Linked DNA regions of Pelodiscus sinensis: region 2 is linked to region 1. A link is a contact called in public Hi-C data. All regions are on one chromosome and are shown on one strand. The core of a region is the stretch at or near the end of the contact, and the rest is flanking DNA. Distances in the headings are between cores, read along the strand shown.

Evidence for each region. Hi-C and Micro-C count contacts between places; a contact is called where the count stands out from the background.
Region 2: a Hi-C map of blood shows a contact between it and region 1, with 4 times the contacts expected there. The contact joins the promoter of AKTIP here to the promoter of CHD9 in region 1. A contact is called at or near these places in 3 of 5 Hi-C or Micro-C datasets (blood, liver and an unstated tissue).

Annotation. Positions count from the first base shown.
Region 1 is chr12:33,552,386-33,560,265 of ASM4963464v1, reverse strand. It overlaps CHD9 (chromodomain helicase DNA binding protein 9), which reads right to left and starts at 5,024. Exons shown (of 40, transcript XM_075940269.1): 1 at 4,882-5,024. It overlaps LOC142831174, which reads left to right and starts at 2,395. Exons shown (of 3, transcript XM_075940719.1): 1 at 2,395-2,447; 2 at 4,147-5,145; 3 at 6,220-7,880. The coding sequence starts at 2,395. The coding sequence ends at 6,232.
Region 2 is chr12:33,880,116-33,887,995 of ASM4963464v1, reverse strand. AKTIP (AKT interacting protein) reads left to right here and starts at 4,963. Exons shown (of 10, transcript XM_006121122.4): 1 at 4,963-4,985.

The DNA of each region.
Region 1 (7,880 bases), core at 3,775-6,274:
TGGTAGGGAAGGGTGGAGGAGGAAGAAACGCGAAGGGGTGGAAGGGGCTTGTACGGAAAGGGAGGGGAGAGGGGGAAGAAAGGAGAAGGCACCAAAGGGACAGGGTAGAGGAGACACAAATGCTAGGGGGGAAGTGGAGACAATGAGGAAAAGGGCAGGAGGGGGGACAGGGTGATGCTGGAAGAAGAGAGGGTAAGAGCACTGGGGATTGGAGGGGGAGGTGCTGGGAGAAGGCCTGACAGAAGGGGTAGGCATGAGGAAGGTGGGGTTGGAGCAAATCATGTGTGAGGGCACAGGGGCATGAGGGGATTGAGGGCATAGGGTGGTGAGGGGATGGGCATCAGGGAAAAAAGGGCAAAGGGGGCAGGGGCAGTGAGGAAAGGGGGAGGCACCAGGAGGGTGCAGGGGTAAGGGAAGGTGTAGGAGATTCCAGGAGTGAAGCAGAAGGGCAGACACCTGCAGGGGAGGGACCAGCACCAGAGGAGAGAAGCGAGGGAGGTGTTAGACGAAGGGATGAGGAAGGGTAGCTCACATGATCAGAGTGGGGCTACTGGAGGAGTGGGCACAGAGGGGAGAGAAGGACTGGTGGAGGGGGGGCAGGTCTCAGGAAGGCTGAGGGCAGTGAGAAGGGCAGGAGTCAGGACAGCAGAGGAGGGTGAGGTGTTGGGGGGCAGCAGGCACCAGGGGAATTGATGGAGCAAGGGGAGGAGACATGGCAGCAGAGGGGAAAGGTAGATATTTATTAATATCTTGGGTGTCACAATGGCACATCCAAACAAGCCACATGAATTTGGTAATGGTGCACAACACAAAATTCATTCTGCTCATGGGAGGAAACATTCCCCCCCGCCCCCCAGCCTCTCCACCCCCGCATTAATGTCACACACATTGGATTAATGCAATTGCAGGATAGTTTCCATTTTTACATTTCAGTATCCTGTAAGTTTCACCATTTTTTAGACAGCAATAGCATCTAGTTTTTAATGTATTCTTTATGGGAATGTTATGTAAAATGCCCAGTATTTATATTCAAAAGGAGATTTACTACATTCAGAAGACCAACAGCTAAACAAGCTCTCTTGCCAATATGGCCAGAGAAATTTAAAAAATTACCAGCACTTTCTAATCATATTTGAATAGCATGCAAACTCAACATGATGAAGATGAAGAAAAATCTTCACTTCTTCCTCTCACTGAACAGATGAGACGTCCCTCTGGGAATCTAAATGACAGTGGAATCCTAGCTATCAGTTCTTAGACCTCTGGATTCACAAAATCCCCTAACTGGGCTTCGGTTTATCTATTATCCATTTAGAGAACTTCAGATTCTTCCTAAAAAGCCCTACTTCTAGTCTGAGAAAGAGGCCGACTGGGAGAAAGGAGAAAACAGAATGCCATCAGAGCCTGAAAGAATGAGATGTCCATGATGAGTATATTGAGCAGTCTGTCCCTTAGTCTGCAAGGAACAATCACAGTAACAAGAATGATTAGAGAAGTCAGAAGAGAAAAATTATCAACTTCAACTAGTTTACATGGGACGAAAAAAAGTCATAAAGGTTTAATTGTTCATCTGTGATTTAATTTCCTTATTTGTCTAAAAACTGAGTGAAATTATATATAAAAAGAGCAAATAAAATTTACCTCATGAATCTGTTTGTGAGCAGCATCAGAGTCACAATATTACTGTAATGTAGTTCTGTACAGGACTGAACTAGAACTTTGCACTCTCCTTCTGCTCCAACTTCCATTAATTATTCCTACCAAACTAATGCAATGCTCCAGTGTCTAGACATTAGGTTCATGTAGACAAGGACTCATATAGCAGGACTGACAAATGGGGATCAAGGCAACACTTTAAGGAATTATACCTGATAATCTCTACAGAATTGTGTGGCTGACCTAATCATTTTATAATATTTTAAATAGGAGCTGCAGTTTACATTACTTTTAGTTAGTAGACAAAGCTTAAATGAATTACACAAAATAAAGAAATACTATGTTTCCCACACTGGGGTGGAGGACTGGAAGCACACAAATTAAAACACACCTATTACCTAAGTTCACAGAAGTAAAGCAGTATAATCAAACTGTCAGTCTAATTTTTCATCTCTTTCAGTCACTGACTCGTCTTTCTTACAGAAAAGAAACAGATGAGCAACATCTGCTTTAAGGTTTTAATAGTTGCTGCATGGCATTCTGCAAAGCCCTGTACCAATACCATCACTAAAAACATTTTCCTCACTCTGAGCTTATATCATATACCAAGCCAGCAATGACTAGGAGCTCATAGCTTGATTTTCAGAAGCCCTCAGCATCAACTGCTCAGTTGAAGTCTATGGGAGCTGCAGCTACTCAGCATCTTTTAAAAATCAGATTTCTTTAGTCATAGTAATGATGGACAGAAGCGCCAACAAGTCTTCCAAAGACAAGTTGGGTTACTTTTCAATGTAAACCTCTATTAGGAGCTTGTATACAGAATCATGTGCTGATACATTATATTTGTGACTGAATACTAACAGCTTAAGCAAAACAGACTAACAATGATTTTAGCACCTTTGAATATATCTTTATATATTCCAATTAATGAAGGCAAGTTTTAGCATAATATTTCCCATTTTTTTCCATCTTTATGCAATTCATAAGTACTGTGATGTTCCTAGACTGACAGAAAATTAGGTATTGCTGACAACCTTTTGTTGAAGATATCCTATAAGTAACAATTTCACTATGAAGAAGTATTTTTCATTTGTGTAGTTAATTATTATAATATCCATGAGTTGTCAAAAGCACAGCTCTTTAAATTGCTTATTATGTAACTGTAATTTATTTTTCTATGTTCTTCACATGTTAAAATAGGAATTGAAGTCAATGGTATTTTGGAGCCCCATCAAGCATGTGTGTCTGAGCAGTTCAAGATTTAGTAGATGCCTGAAAGGAGAAACAGATCACATTATCATATGACTGTCAGGAAATAAGCAGGATATTGTTTTGCTCTTCCACCTAGGTAATTACCAAAATTTGAGGTAAAACACTTAAGTTTTAAGATTTTGCATGCCACTTGAAGGAACTCAGCACAATACACAATATTTCACTGACAGATATAAACCAACATTCACAACCCATGCCAGATAGAAACTCTGTAACTGCTCAAAGATATTAAAGGAAGTAGAGGAACTATTTCTCTGCAAAGTCCAACAGTCTTTTTACTCATAAGTTTCCAGCTGCAACTACTATTAAATGACATGAAAAAGGTGAGATACAGCTTGCACTAACAAACTGGTGTTTCAGGAATTCACAAAAGTTAAATGGGATACAGAAACCTCCTGTGACAAATAAGCATACTTTTCTTGTTGTGGAGGATCACCCTTGACAGCTAGTTTTAAAAGCAATTCACAAGACCTCAGACAAATGGGGCAGAGGAGGTCAGAACCCTTTCTACCACCAACATGGTTTTGCAGCATTATATTTATTTGTCCTTCCCTTTTCTCTGTCCCTGGTCTCCATTTTCTACCCAGGGACTATGCCTGCTAGCCCAAGGCTCTTTAGTCTCTCCTCTGTAGCCTGTCATGGTGAGGGGATACAGCTTTCATTTAAGTTTTTACTGTGGATGTGGGATAGTCTATAATGAGGAGGGTGAAAAAGAGGTGAGGGCCTCGATGTCACCTTTGCAAAGGGAGACTTCTTGAATATTCTCTTCCTCACCTCCCCTCCTTTTCTTCCTCACCATCCTGTGTGCAGTAGGTCCTTTCCCTCAGCAGAAAACAGTCATAAGCCTCCACCTTCAGCAGACATATCCAACCCAGCTAAAACACCAAATAGGGACACATGCTCAAAATGCCCATCCTGCCACCCCGGGACCTAGCTTAGACTTCTCCTTACCACCTTGTCTATTAGGAGGCCAGACTCAAGCCCCAGTCCCACATGTGCCAGGCAACAACCCCTAGAACCTGCGCTCCAAGCCCCTTACAAGTCTCCTAAAGGAAAATCAGACTGCCATCTCTCCCGCTCCCCCCACCCACGCCCACACCGCCGCCCTGGTCTTCCCGTCTGGTGGAGAAGCCAGGTCCACGGCCGGCGCCCCAAGGCACACCCCTCCTCTGCCTCACAGGTAGCCAGCTTCAACACGCCCCCTTGCCCAACGTGCAGACAGCTCTGTTCCGGCCGCCCCCTTTCCTCCCGCCGCCCGGGGGGCAGCCAGCTCCAACCTCAGCCTCCCTCTCTCTGCCTGCGCCGCCCCGCACCCGCCCTCTCAGCGGGCAGCCAGCTGCAGCCTCTCCAGTCTTCCCGCAGCCTCGCCCACTTGCCGGATGGGCAGCCAAGCTCCAATCCTTCGCCCTCCGCCGCCGCCTTCCTGCCGGCTGGGGAACCAGCCGCGCCGACCTACCGGCGGCTGGAGCTGGCTCCAACCCATCCCCCTCCCCCGAGCCCAGGCGCTGCCGGCGGGGGGACACCTGGCCCCCCACGCCCGCCTAGTAGGTGCGAGGGGCAGCAGCGAGCCCGACTGTGCCAGTCGCCCCGCGCCTGCCTGAGGGGCGGAAGCAGGCTCAGCCTCGGCGGGCGAGAGCAGGCCCGGCCGCGCCGTCCCCTCGCGTGGGCGCGGTGGGGAGCCAGGGCCAGCCCGTGTCTCCGGCACCTGAAGCGCGGCCTGCTCCGGGGGCGGCGGGGAGCAGCCCGACCCCTCGCACGCACTCACCGCCGGGTTCGCCATTACACGGCAGCGGCCGCCTGGCCGGCACGCGTGAGGCGAGGAGATGCCCGGCGCCTGACAGCTCCCTCGGCCAGACCGCGGGGGGCGGCGGCCGCTCCCCTCCCCCTGGGGGAATCCCCTGCCTCTCTGGCCCCGGGGTGCGCAGGCAGCCGCTGGCGGGGGGCACCACTTACCGGGTGGCTGGCACAGGCCCGGGAGGGGGAGGAGGAGCAGGAGGAGGCGGCGCGGCGTGGTTTGCTCCCCCCGCCCGGGCAGGGAAGCAGGAGGGCTATTGGCGAAGTTTCACTAGCTCCGCGCCGCGACCCCAGACCAGCCCCAGCGAACCCGAGGGGACGGGTTGGGGGGGCACATTTGCATATTTGTCACCCGCTCGCTGATTGGCCGCCTGGCCGGGGCCGCCGCCGCTGGCTGACACGGCGCACCGCGGGAAAGGAGGGGTAAGTGGGAGGGGAGCGGGTCCGCGAGCCGGGGGAGGAGTGAGCGATGGGTGTGCGGAGGGGAGGAGAGCGGGCCGGCGGCGGCATGGGGCCGGGAGGAGCGCGCGGGTCCGCCTCACTGAGGCACTTTCTCCTCGCGCTACAGCCCGCCGCGGGGGCGGGGGCAGCTGGCCCGGCCTGGGGTGGGTGGGGCTGGCGGCGGCAGGCCGAGGAAAGCAGCCGAGCCGCTGATAAAATGGTGCGTGAGAGGAGCGACGAGCTGATCCAATATGGCCCCCTTCGCCGACAGAAGCCAATCCCGGGCGCGTTTACTCTGGAGGTTCCCGCAGAGACCTGGATGCTGGGCAGGCCCCGCTGCTGGCGAAAGCCAAGAGGAGAGCGGAGCGCTCGGGCGGACACTGGCGCCCTCTTGCCGCTGCGGGCGGCTGCAGCGCACGCACCGGGCCGCGGCCTCCTGTAGGCCAGCCGGCCCCGCTGCCATGGCTCTCGCACCTGCTGTGCCCTGAGAGGCGCTTATCCTCTCGGCGCACGCCCTGAAGCACCCGCCCCCGCCTCGTCTCACACAGTTCTCAGGCGGCGAGGAGCCGCAGGGCAGCGCCCGCCCGCCCGCCGTGGCATGCTGCGCGCGGAGTGCATCGTGTCAGCGGGACGGGGACGTCCTCTCGCTAGGACAGGCCGCTACAAGTGTTTTGTGTTAAGTTCCTTCCCTGCCCGTGCCTGAGTTTTCGGTCCAGGAAGAAGAACTGGGCTAGTGTTTCCCCCTCTTGTTAAACCACTAATACGTGTAAGGAAAGATCACTTAAGAGAGTGCGGGCACCAGCCTTCGTATTCATACTTGTTTCAGGATGGCTTTTCAAATGGCCTCCATTCTGCTAACAACTGTGACACTGCATACATTTCTACCTGCATGGGTAGATACAAACTATATTTAATTTTGTCCTTAAACTATGATTTTCAACCATAATTCTTAAGGCTTCACAAAAATGGGAATGACCCCCATTTTATACAGACATCAAATAAGTTTTTATGTGCATCATTCAACTATAAGATTTGAATATGTCTCTTAAATTATAGGTCTCCCACATGAAGATACAAAGCTACAGTTTCAACTCGTGGTGGTCCATGGATCCTCCTGTGTAAAGAGTTTCTCAACCTGGGATTTTTGTCATTAGTCTAATATCAACATGTATATCTGATAATGCCATGTCTAATATTTATGTGCCAGGATAATGTTATTTTAAAGAATGGAGCTTGGAGTTTCTTAATAGTGCAAATAAACTTAGATATACACATATTAGAATATTATGTTTTAATTTGTGTGACCAAATGTGAATGTAATATTTGAATACCACTGTGTCAGTAACTTTTTCCATTCAATGCCTGGGCCCCAACCTTTTAGTTCCATGTCCAAAAGGAGCACTACTAATAAATGCCACAATAGTAAAGTTTCTAAGCTTGTAAACTCTCCATAACTCACTACTCCTGATGAATTTCTCTCATTTACTTCCTCATCCCACCTCCACAGTCTCAACTGCTGTTTCTCTAAAATATTTTTGGGAAATAACATAGCTGAGTTTTTCCAGTGATTTCTTTCCCAAAATAAATGAACCAGCACTCTGCTCACCCATTCCTCTAAGCAAAATAAATAAGTGAGCAAATTCTTACATAGGGAGAGAAGGCATGTATTATCCTTTTATAATGATTTCAAGTTGGTATTAGTCAGCCAGTTGTCCTACTTCTGTAATGTGGCTGTCAGCACCATTATAATTTTGGTAAATGGTGTCAGAGCTGTAGCCAGGCAGAATGGTAGAGCCTTAAACTAAAATACTGTCCCAGAATGGCATAACGTGAATCTCTAGTGCAATTGAAGAATGAGACATGGAAATAATCACTTTGTTATAGCCATTGTATTTTGCTAACTCATTGCCTAGTTGGATTGTAAATACCCCATTTTGAATCTTGATGCTCTGAATAGAGAGTTCATAAAATCTAAGACAAATGCTTTCTGTTATTTTCTTGATGGGCGGTGGGTACTACAATTCTGGGCATTTAGCCAATGGTTTCAGTCATTAGATAGTGGTTCAGGGTGTTATAGTGAATCCCTTTCTTTTTCAGTTTGCCAACAATTTTATGGTAGAACCAATGTACTATGATTTCCAGGAGCCACTTAATGATCTTTAAAGAGGAGCATTGTCTTGAACTAAAGCCCTCTGAAGCCAAGGGAAAGGTACTCAGTGGTTGTTGGGCTTTGGATCAGTCCCTAGACACATTAGTGGCTATGTGACATATCCTCTGGTTAAAAGTCATAGTGTCTGAGAAGAACATGAAATAATAGTTGAGGAAGAGGGGTATGAGGGAGATAGCTGACAGCAAAATGGGCTGGAAGTGCAGAAGGAGGTAAAGACTGCTGATGATAGATGTGCAAATATAAATTAATAGGAAACTTCTGCTGGAATTGCATTCTGGTGGCTATCCTCTGATACAGTTGTGCCTCCCATTCTAACTCATGTTAGCAAGCTGCTGCACTTGTTAGCTTTAAACAGGTGCTAGCAAAGGAAGTGCAATCAGGGAGTGCTGAAAAGAGTTTCTCATTGTTTGTGAGATATTACTTAGAGCAGTGTTTCTCAGCCAGTGATATGCATACCCTGAGGGCTCGACAAATCATTGAATCTACTCGCCCTGGGCGAGTAGATTTTAGTCAGTCACCCCGTTCACCAGCGGTGCGCGCATGCACA
Region 2 (7,880 bases), core at 3,714-6,213, 330 kb before region 1:
AAGGCTGACCCTAGGATTTATGGGGTCCTATGCAGTACTATTAAACTGGTATTCCTATGCCCAATGGCAGTGGGGAGGGGAAAGTATTTTTTATAGCTATGATTTTATAATCTTCAGCAACACACTAATGAAATATTTTAAAACAAATTTTAAACTAAGGTCTTGTAGACATAATATATTCAAAACCTTCAGAGGGGTAGCCAAGTTAGTCTGTAACTGGAAAAACTTTAAAAATCCTAATAGTCTTGCAACACCTTAGAGACTAATAAAATACGTAGATGGTATCATGAGTTTTCATGGGCACAACCACTTCTTCAGATGAATGGAGTTATTAAAGGTTCAGTTTCTAAATAAATACAGGATGGGGGGGGGGGGAGGAAAAAGAAGGAAAATATAGAAAAGGGGAAAGAAATAGTTAATTCGGGTGCATCTACACTGCACCGTTATTTCGGAATGCGTTATTCTGCGATTACTAATGTGAGCATCTACAGAACAATTCTGTTATTTTGAAATAAATTCAAAATAATGGACAGCTTATTCCGACTTCTGTAAACCTCATTCCACGAGAAATAACACCTCTTTTTATACCCCTTGGGTCATGTAGGCTTCTTCCTGGTCTCAAGTGGCCAATTAGGAAAAATGGCTTTGAACACCAAGTTTTCCACGAAGGGTGCAAAGCATAATTTACACCTGGAAAAATGCAGACAATGGGCACCTCTGGTATGTGATGGGCGAAGATACCTTTCCTGGGACATTGCAGGCGTGTCAATTATTGGTACTAGCCATCAGGGCGACGGGAGGCCCCGGGTCGTCAGCTAGCCCATTTACTGTCTGGTTTCTGTTTATGGTAGAATCAGGGACAGGCAGCACACCTGAGTTCCTAGGGCATCAAAGGCTGACTGCCTTTCTCTTGCTCTCTCGGGAGGGGGGCCGGAAACCAAGATGGGGTTTGTGTCTGGCTACACCAAGGCAGCCACCTGACAGCAGGGAAGCCTCAGCCGCTGGAGTATGCAGGAGAAATTGATGAGGGAGCACATCTCCACACTCTGCGCCCTGCACGAGACGCTGGTCCGGAAGGACACACAGTGCTGGAGAGCGATATGGACGCAACGTGATGGAGAGCTACAGCAGGGACGCAATGTGTGAGCAACTGTGCAGGCTCTCCTTGCCCACACAGAGCTAGCTCCTGCTGCCACTTCTGCCCCAGTCCCAGTTCCTGATCCTGCCCCTCCTCCCATGCCAGCCCCTGCTCCTCCTCCCATGCCTGACCCTGCTCCAGCCTCTCCTCTTGCTTCTTCCCATAACCGCCGTGTCCTGGTTGCCAAGGTCCCTGCACACGAGGCGGAGGAACCACCAGAGCCAGGTACCACTCACAGCCCCAGTCCTGAGCCTCTCCTCCCCACTCCAAGGTTCTCATTCCCCCTCCTTCCCTTTCTCTCTCCCCAGTTTTTTCCCCTATCACTCCCCAGTTACTTCTACCCCAAATAAATAACCAAAGAGCTCTTTTTTTTTCAAAAACAGTTTTTTAATTGTCTCAATAGGGGAGCAGGATGGAGGGGGGAAGGGAAGGATGAGGAAGGAAAGGCAAAGAGGGGCAAAGCACAGGCCCCTAGTAGGAAGGCCCTGGGGAGAATGTCATTGGGGTCCTTGTGAGAAACTCTCCCTCGGGGCCTCCCAGATGTGCATCCCTACCTGATGGGCCTTGTGGAAGGCATCTGTGCGCGGCTGCTCAAATGTTTTTCCTCCGTTTCCGGCCTCTGCCCCCCATCCAGGGAGGAACACCTCCCCCTTCCTCACAGAGGCTGCAGAGCACGCAACATGCTGACACCATTGTGGGATGTTCTGCTCCTCTACATCCAGGTGGGTCAGCAGGCATCTGAACAGTGCTTTTAGACACCCAAAGGTGTACTCTGCCTGCATTCGGGACCTGCCCAGCCGAGCATTAAAGTTGTCCTTGCTGGGTTCAAGATGTCCAGGGTAGGGCTTCATAAGCCATGGCAGGAGAGGGTAGGCCATGTCCCCCATGATGCACAGTGGCATGTCCATGTCCCCGACCCTGATGGGGCACTCAGGGAAGAAAGTGTTGGCCTCCAGTTTCTGGATTGGCTGGAACTACGGAACACACAGCCGTTGTGAGCCTTCCCTGACCACCTGATGTAGATCTGTAAACTGCCTGTGGTGGTTGACCAGGGCCTGCAGGACCACTGAAAAGTATCCCTTGCGGTTCATGTAGAGAGATGCCCAGTGGTTGGGGGCCGGATAGGGATGTGGATGCCATCAATAGCCCTCCCCCACCCCTATAGTTGGGGAAGCCCATGACAGCAAAGCCAGAAATGATGAGGTTCATGTTGCCAAGGTGGATGACCCTGCGCAGCAGGATGGTGTTGACGGCTCTCACCACCTGCAAAAGGAGACAGACAAAACAGAGAATCACTGGGGTGCCAGAGCCCTTTGGAAATGACCCCCTCATTCCCCCCAACCACACCAGGACCCACCCCTTGTATAGCCCTTCACCCCCAGGAGTGCTGTGTGAGGGCAGGGCTGGAGAATCCCCCAGGGAAGGGGGATTCCCCCCACCCTACCTCCAACCCTCCCTTTCCCTAGAATTCCCCTTTCCATCACTTCACACACTCTCCTCCTGGGACTGCACCATGAGAGTGCCATACCTGCATGACAAGGGCCCCAACAGTCAACTTCCCCACACTGAACTGGTTTCCAATGGATCAGTAGCTGTCCTGCATGGCAATCTTCCAAACAGTGATGGTGACCCACTTCTCCAAGGGGGTGGCAGGTTGCATCTGGGTGTCCCATCGTGTGAGGGTAGGGGTAAGCCAGGCACACAGCTCCAGAAAGGTTTCCTTCCTCATGCATAAATTCTGGAGCCATTGCTGTTCGTCCCACCACTCTATCATGAGCTGATCCCACCAGTTGGAACTGGTGTCAGCCACCAGAAGTGGCGGTGGACAGTGGGGTTAAGCTGAAAAAGTTGTACTTCCAGGCACAGATTGAAGGTCTCCTCAAACAGCTGGGGTTCTGTTCCTGCAGGGCCTGGAGGGTAGCCTACAGAAACTACTGCAGAAACTGCAGCTGGACATATAGGGACCGTCGAGTGTCCAGAGGCAATTCCAGCTCTTTAGCTGGCAGTGCTGTGGCGTCTAAAAACAAAGCAATCAAAGCACAGAGTGAAAATGCTTTGCATTCTCTCAGGCTTCGTCTTCACTGTGAGATCTTCTGGCAGAAAATATGCTAACGAGGGGCTCATTAGCATAAGTTGTGCTCTCATTAGCATATTTACTGCCGTTTCTTTTTGCGCAGTGCTATGTGCACATAAAGAAGCAGTGTGGACTTTTTTTTTTGGCTCAAAACCCCAATTTTGCGCAAGATCCTTATGCCCCTACAGGACAGGCATAAGGATCTTGCGTAAAACGGGGGTTTTGAGCCAAAAAAAAAAGTCCACACTGCTTCTTTTTGTGCACAAACCATTGCGCAAAAAGAAACGGCAGTAAATATGCTAATGAGATCCGGCATATTTTTCTGCCAGAAGATCTTGCAGTGAAGATAAAGCCTGAGAGAAGTAGGCAAACAGAAGAACCTGAGAAATGGCTGTACTGGGGGAAGAGGGGGTCCCTTTAAGCTTGTGTCTCAGACAGCCTCAGGCAGCAGCTCCAGAAAGTAACTGCTGACCTGATGCCCTGCCTGAACTGGTTCCTGGTGGCCTTATATGTGAGTTTGCATCTAATCAGTGTGGACGCTCTATTTCGAAATAGCTAAGCACCATTTTGATGCTCATTTTGTGTTGAGACGCGCTATTTTGAAATAAGCAATTCTGGAAAATAAAGTCCGGAGCAGCTTATTTCGAAGTTAGCGTGCAGAGTAGACACCCCCTTAGGCTATGTCTAGACTGCAAGCCCCTTTCGAAAGAGGCTTTTTCGAAAGATACTTTTGAAAAAGCCTCTTTTGAAAAAGAGCGTCTAGACTGCAAGCGGAACTTTCGAAAAAGCAAGCAAGAGCAGTCTGGATGCTCTCTTTTGAAAACCCCCTGTTTGCATTCAAGAACGCCTTTTTTCGAAAGAGCACTTTTGAAAAAAGGCGTTCTTCCTCGTGAAATGAGGTTTACCACCGTCGAAAGAAAAGCCGCGTTCTTTCGATTTAATTTCGAAAGAACGTGGCTGCAGTCTAGACGCAGGTGAAGTTTTTTCGGAAAAAGGCTACTTTTTCGGAAAAAACCCCTGAGTCTGGACACAGCCTTAGAGTGTCCATGCTACAGGACGCTGTTGGAGAAGGCACTAATTGTTCTTAAGTGCCCTTTGTTTGGTTTTATGTGCTTAGGAAGTGGAATGCACTGAGCCATCCAGAAACCGACAGTCTCTACCCGGGGCTGACAAATGCCCATTCAATTCACCACCCCTCGAATGGCTCTTTCACAGGTTCAGTGCTGCCAACAGGGCGGGCCCTTGTGTCACTGTTAAGGGGCCCGGACCCGAGCCGCAGAGCAGGGCAGTGGAGCTGGGGGGACACTAAGACCCAGTGGCGGCGGCACATTCTGCCTGTGGGTGAGGCGGCTCTGGGTGACTGGAAGCTAAAACCTCCCAGCCTAGGCCACGGGGCGGCGCTGGACCAGGCTGCTTGCCAAGGGTGGGGCAGGTGGAACATTCTTAGCGCCTCTGTCCAGGGCTTGGCTGTTGCTAGGTTTCCGCCAGTCACAGGCATGCGAGGCCTCACTAGTCCCGCCCCTCAGCAAGCGACGGTTCTGCTAGCCAATCGTTGTCATACCTCTCCCCGGATATCGGGCCTATCAGCCAATCGAAATTCATCTATCGATTTGCCCCGCCCCCTAGAAGGTGACACCTTTATCGGCCAATCGCTGTCACTCATAAGCGCAACAATGTCAATTCCTAGTCGTCCATATCCCCATGAAAGCCGCTCCCCAGTCCTCTAACCAATCGTCATCGTTCTCATGGAGAGGCAGCGCACCTTGGTAACAGGTGCGGCCGGCGTTACTGCGTCATAGGCGCAGCAAGATTTTGATTGGCTGGCGGGGCGGCCACCGAGCCGCAGTCACAACACAGACCTGCAAGCTCGGCTTGTGATTGGCTGACTCGGCCGCTAGTGCGTGTCAGAGGCCGGCCGGATATTGCAGCGGGGGGGCGGGCTCTGCACGGGGCTGTGACGGGCGGCGGCCAGCAAGAAATCGGCCGCACTTGCAGGGACGTGTCCGGGGAGCTAGTGCGGGTGAGCGGGGTCTCGGGGCTGGCGAGCGCGGCGGCCCCGTCAGGCTCCCCTGGGAAAGCGAGAACGCGGGTTCCCTCTTGCAGGTAGCAACGGTGGCCGGGCGGAGACAGTCCGCGCGGGAAGGCGAACGCTTTGCGGGAACACCTGGCCCCTGCTTCGCGGGCAGCCTGCAAGGGGGAGGGTTGTAGGTGTTCTGCGCAGGGCGGGGGGGAGCGGTTGTAACGTGCTGGCTCGATCCTTCCCGCCGGCGATTGCCTCACTCCTGCCCCCCCCCCCCCCCAGTGGGGCGCGGCGGCGGGTCTGGCCTGCTCCCCTCAGGTGCGGGGGGGGGGGGCTGCGAGGGCGTCGCTGGCGGGGCCGGGTCACTTGGCGATCCAGCGTTTCCCCCCGAGCTCCCGCGCGCTCGTTGTCGGAGCTAGAGCCGCCCCTGCTGCCTGCCCCGCGCCTGGCCGGCCGGGGGCTGATCCCGGGAAAGGGGTGACCAGCAAACTGCCTCGCGGGAGCCGGGTTTGCAGGCGGGGGTCGCTGGCCGGAGATGTCTCCACAGCCCCGTTCGTTTCGCGTTTCTTGGGGTCACTCCTGCCCTCTGGCGATGGGGCTAGAGACCCCCCGTATTGATGGGGCTCGGAAGCGTGTGTCTGAGGGCGAGGGCAGGGAAAACGGGGCTGATGCTTACTCCTTGCGCTTTGACTCCTAGTGTATCTTTGAGATCTGTTGGCTGGAGAGGTCGTGCAGGAAAACCTGCTCACAAGGATGTGATTGCAAAGTCGTACTCTGGCTTGGGTGGATGGCTTGAAAATTAGGGGATGCAGTTTGAGAGGGGCTCACAATCTGAGTATTTGTCTGAGCACGGTTCATGTACTAATTGAATTGGTTAACTAGTTAAATTAGTGAAATCTATACTATGGATGAAGTCATATTGAGCTAAAACTGCTAATATTTGTATCTAGTTGAATTTCACCAATTTCTTCTATTTAAAAAGCAGACAAATTTTTTTGCAGAATTTTTTTTCTGAAATTTTATATATTTGTAAGTGCTGCTTTAAGCTTAAAGGAGCATTCTTTCCGAGCTTTTCTGACTGGCTGAATGGACTCAAACTATGTAATAAAAATAGACTATTCGTCTTGACTGAAACTAGCCCTTGGTGATTATTATAAGAGCTATACAAGAAATGTACCAAGCCTAAATGGCAAATTGACTCATGGCTCATTACCCTACAGCTTCATATGGAGTTTATATAAACAAATTGTTCCAAAATGCTTTACCGACACCCAGTGGGTGAGGTAATATCTTTTATTGGACTAGTCTGTTGGTGAGAGAGACAAGCTTTCGAGCTACCCAGAGCTTGTGTATCTCACCAACAGAAGTTGATCCAATAAAAGATATTGCCTCCCCAAACTTTTATGTATCATAACCTGGGACCAACGGTGTTGCAACCGCACTGCACAAATATTTTAGTTACTACAACTAGCAATTGGGGACAAAGAGAACAGAAGAAATTGTGGAGAGAAATTCAGAGTTGGTAAGAGGTAGACAAATGAGCTGTACCAAAGAGGAGCTGCTTCAGATGTGCACAGTGGCTAAAATCTCAAGGAGATAAAATAATGTTGAAAGGGAGCAGGGGCAGGCGAGTAGTAGAGGCAGGGACCTAAATGGTAGGTGTCTCGGTGAGAGTCCCAACTCTACTAAAGTACTTTCTACAATATTAGGGATGTTAGTGTCTAGTCATTTAAACGGTTATGCGACAAGCCTGGGTTTATCAGTTAATCCAAACAACCACACACACCACACCATATCCCTTGCTGCCTTTGTATCAGAGGCAGCAAGGGGAGGGATGTGGGAGCCAGCTTTTAAGTCCGCTCCCTGCACATGCCTGTCCTGCGGAACCACCTGTCCCCTTACTGCTGCCTCCCACAGAGCAGCAGAGTGGGAGACAGGTGGGAGACAGTGCTGCTTCTGAATTTCTCTCCCCAATTTCTTCTGTTGCACCCCCTCCCCATTGCTAGTTATAGTAATTACAATATTTATATGTAGTGTAGTTGCATTAGTGTTGGTCCCGAGATAGAAGAGAGAAAAGTTTGGTGAGGCAATATCTTTTATACTGATAGGGAAGCAGCAGCGCGGGGCATAAGGGGAGGGGACCAGCGGGAGCTGGTACGTGTGGGAAGCTGTCTTTTAAGCTGGCTTCCTGAATATATTGGCTCCTGTGAAGCTACCTGCCTCCCACAGAGGCAGTGGGAGCGGGGTATGATGGGAGCCAGTGCTCGTGCGGGAGCTGGCTTTTAAGAACCCTTTAAAGCTGGTTCTCCCCTCCTGGCCCTGTGAGCACCAGCAATGAGTAGCCATCTTGCTCCCCGCATGCTCTCCTCCCAGGGTGACAGGTTCCAGACCAGCTCCACCTGCCACCCTGCACTGCTGCCTTTGATACAGTGGCAGTAGCATGTGGGGATCAAGGCAGCTCCATGTAGCTGGTGCTAATAGAGAGGCAGCAGCATAGGTTGACAGCGGGTTCTCTGGAAGTGGGGCCAGGAGTATATTGGCTGCCAGCCCTGTCCCCGGGAGGAACATTTTAGTAACCATATAACCCTTAAAGTTGTTGTAGCTACACAATTACTAAAATAAATTGTCTAACATCCCTACTTTCTATT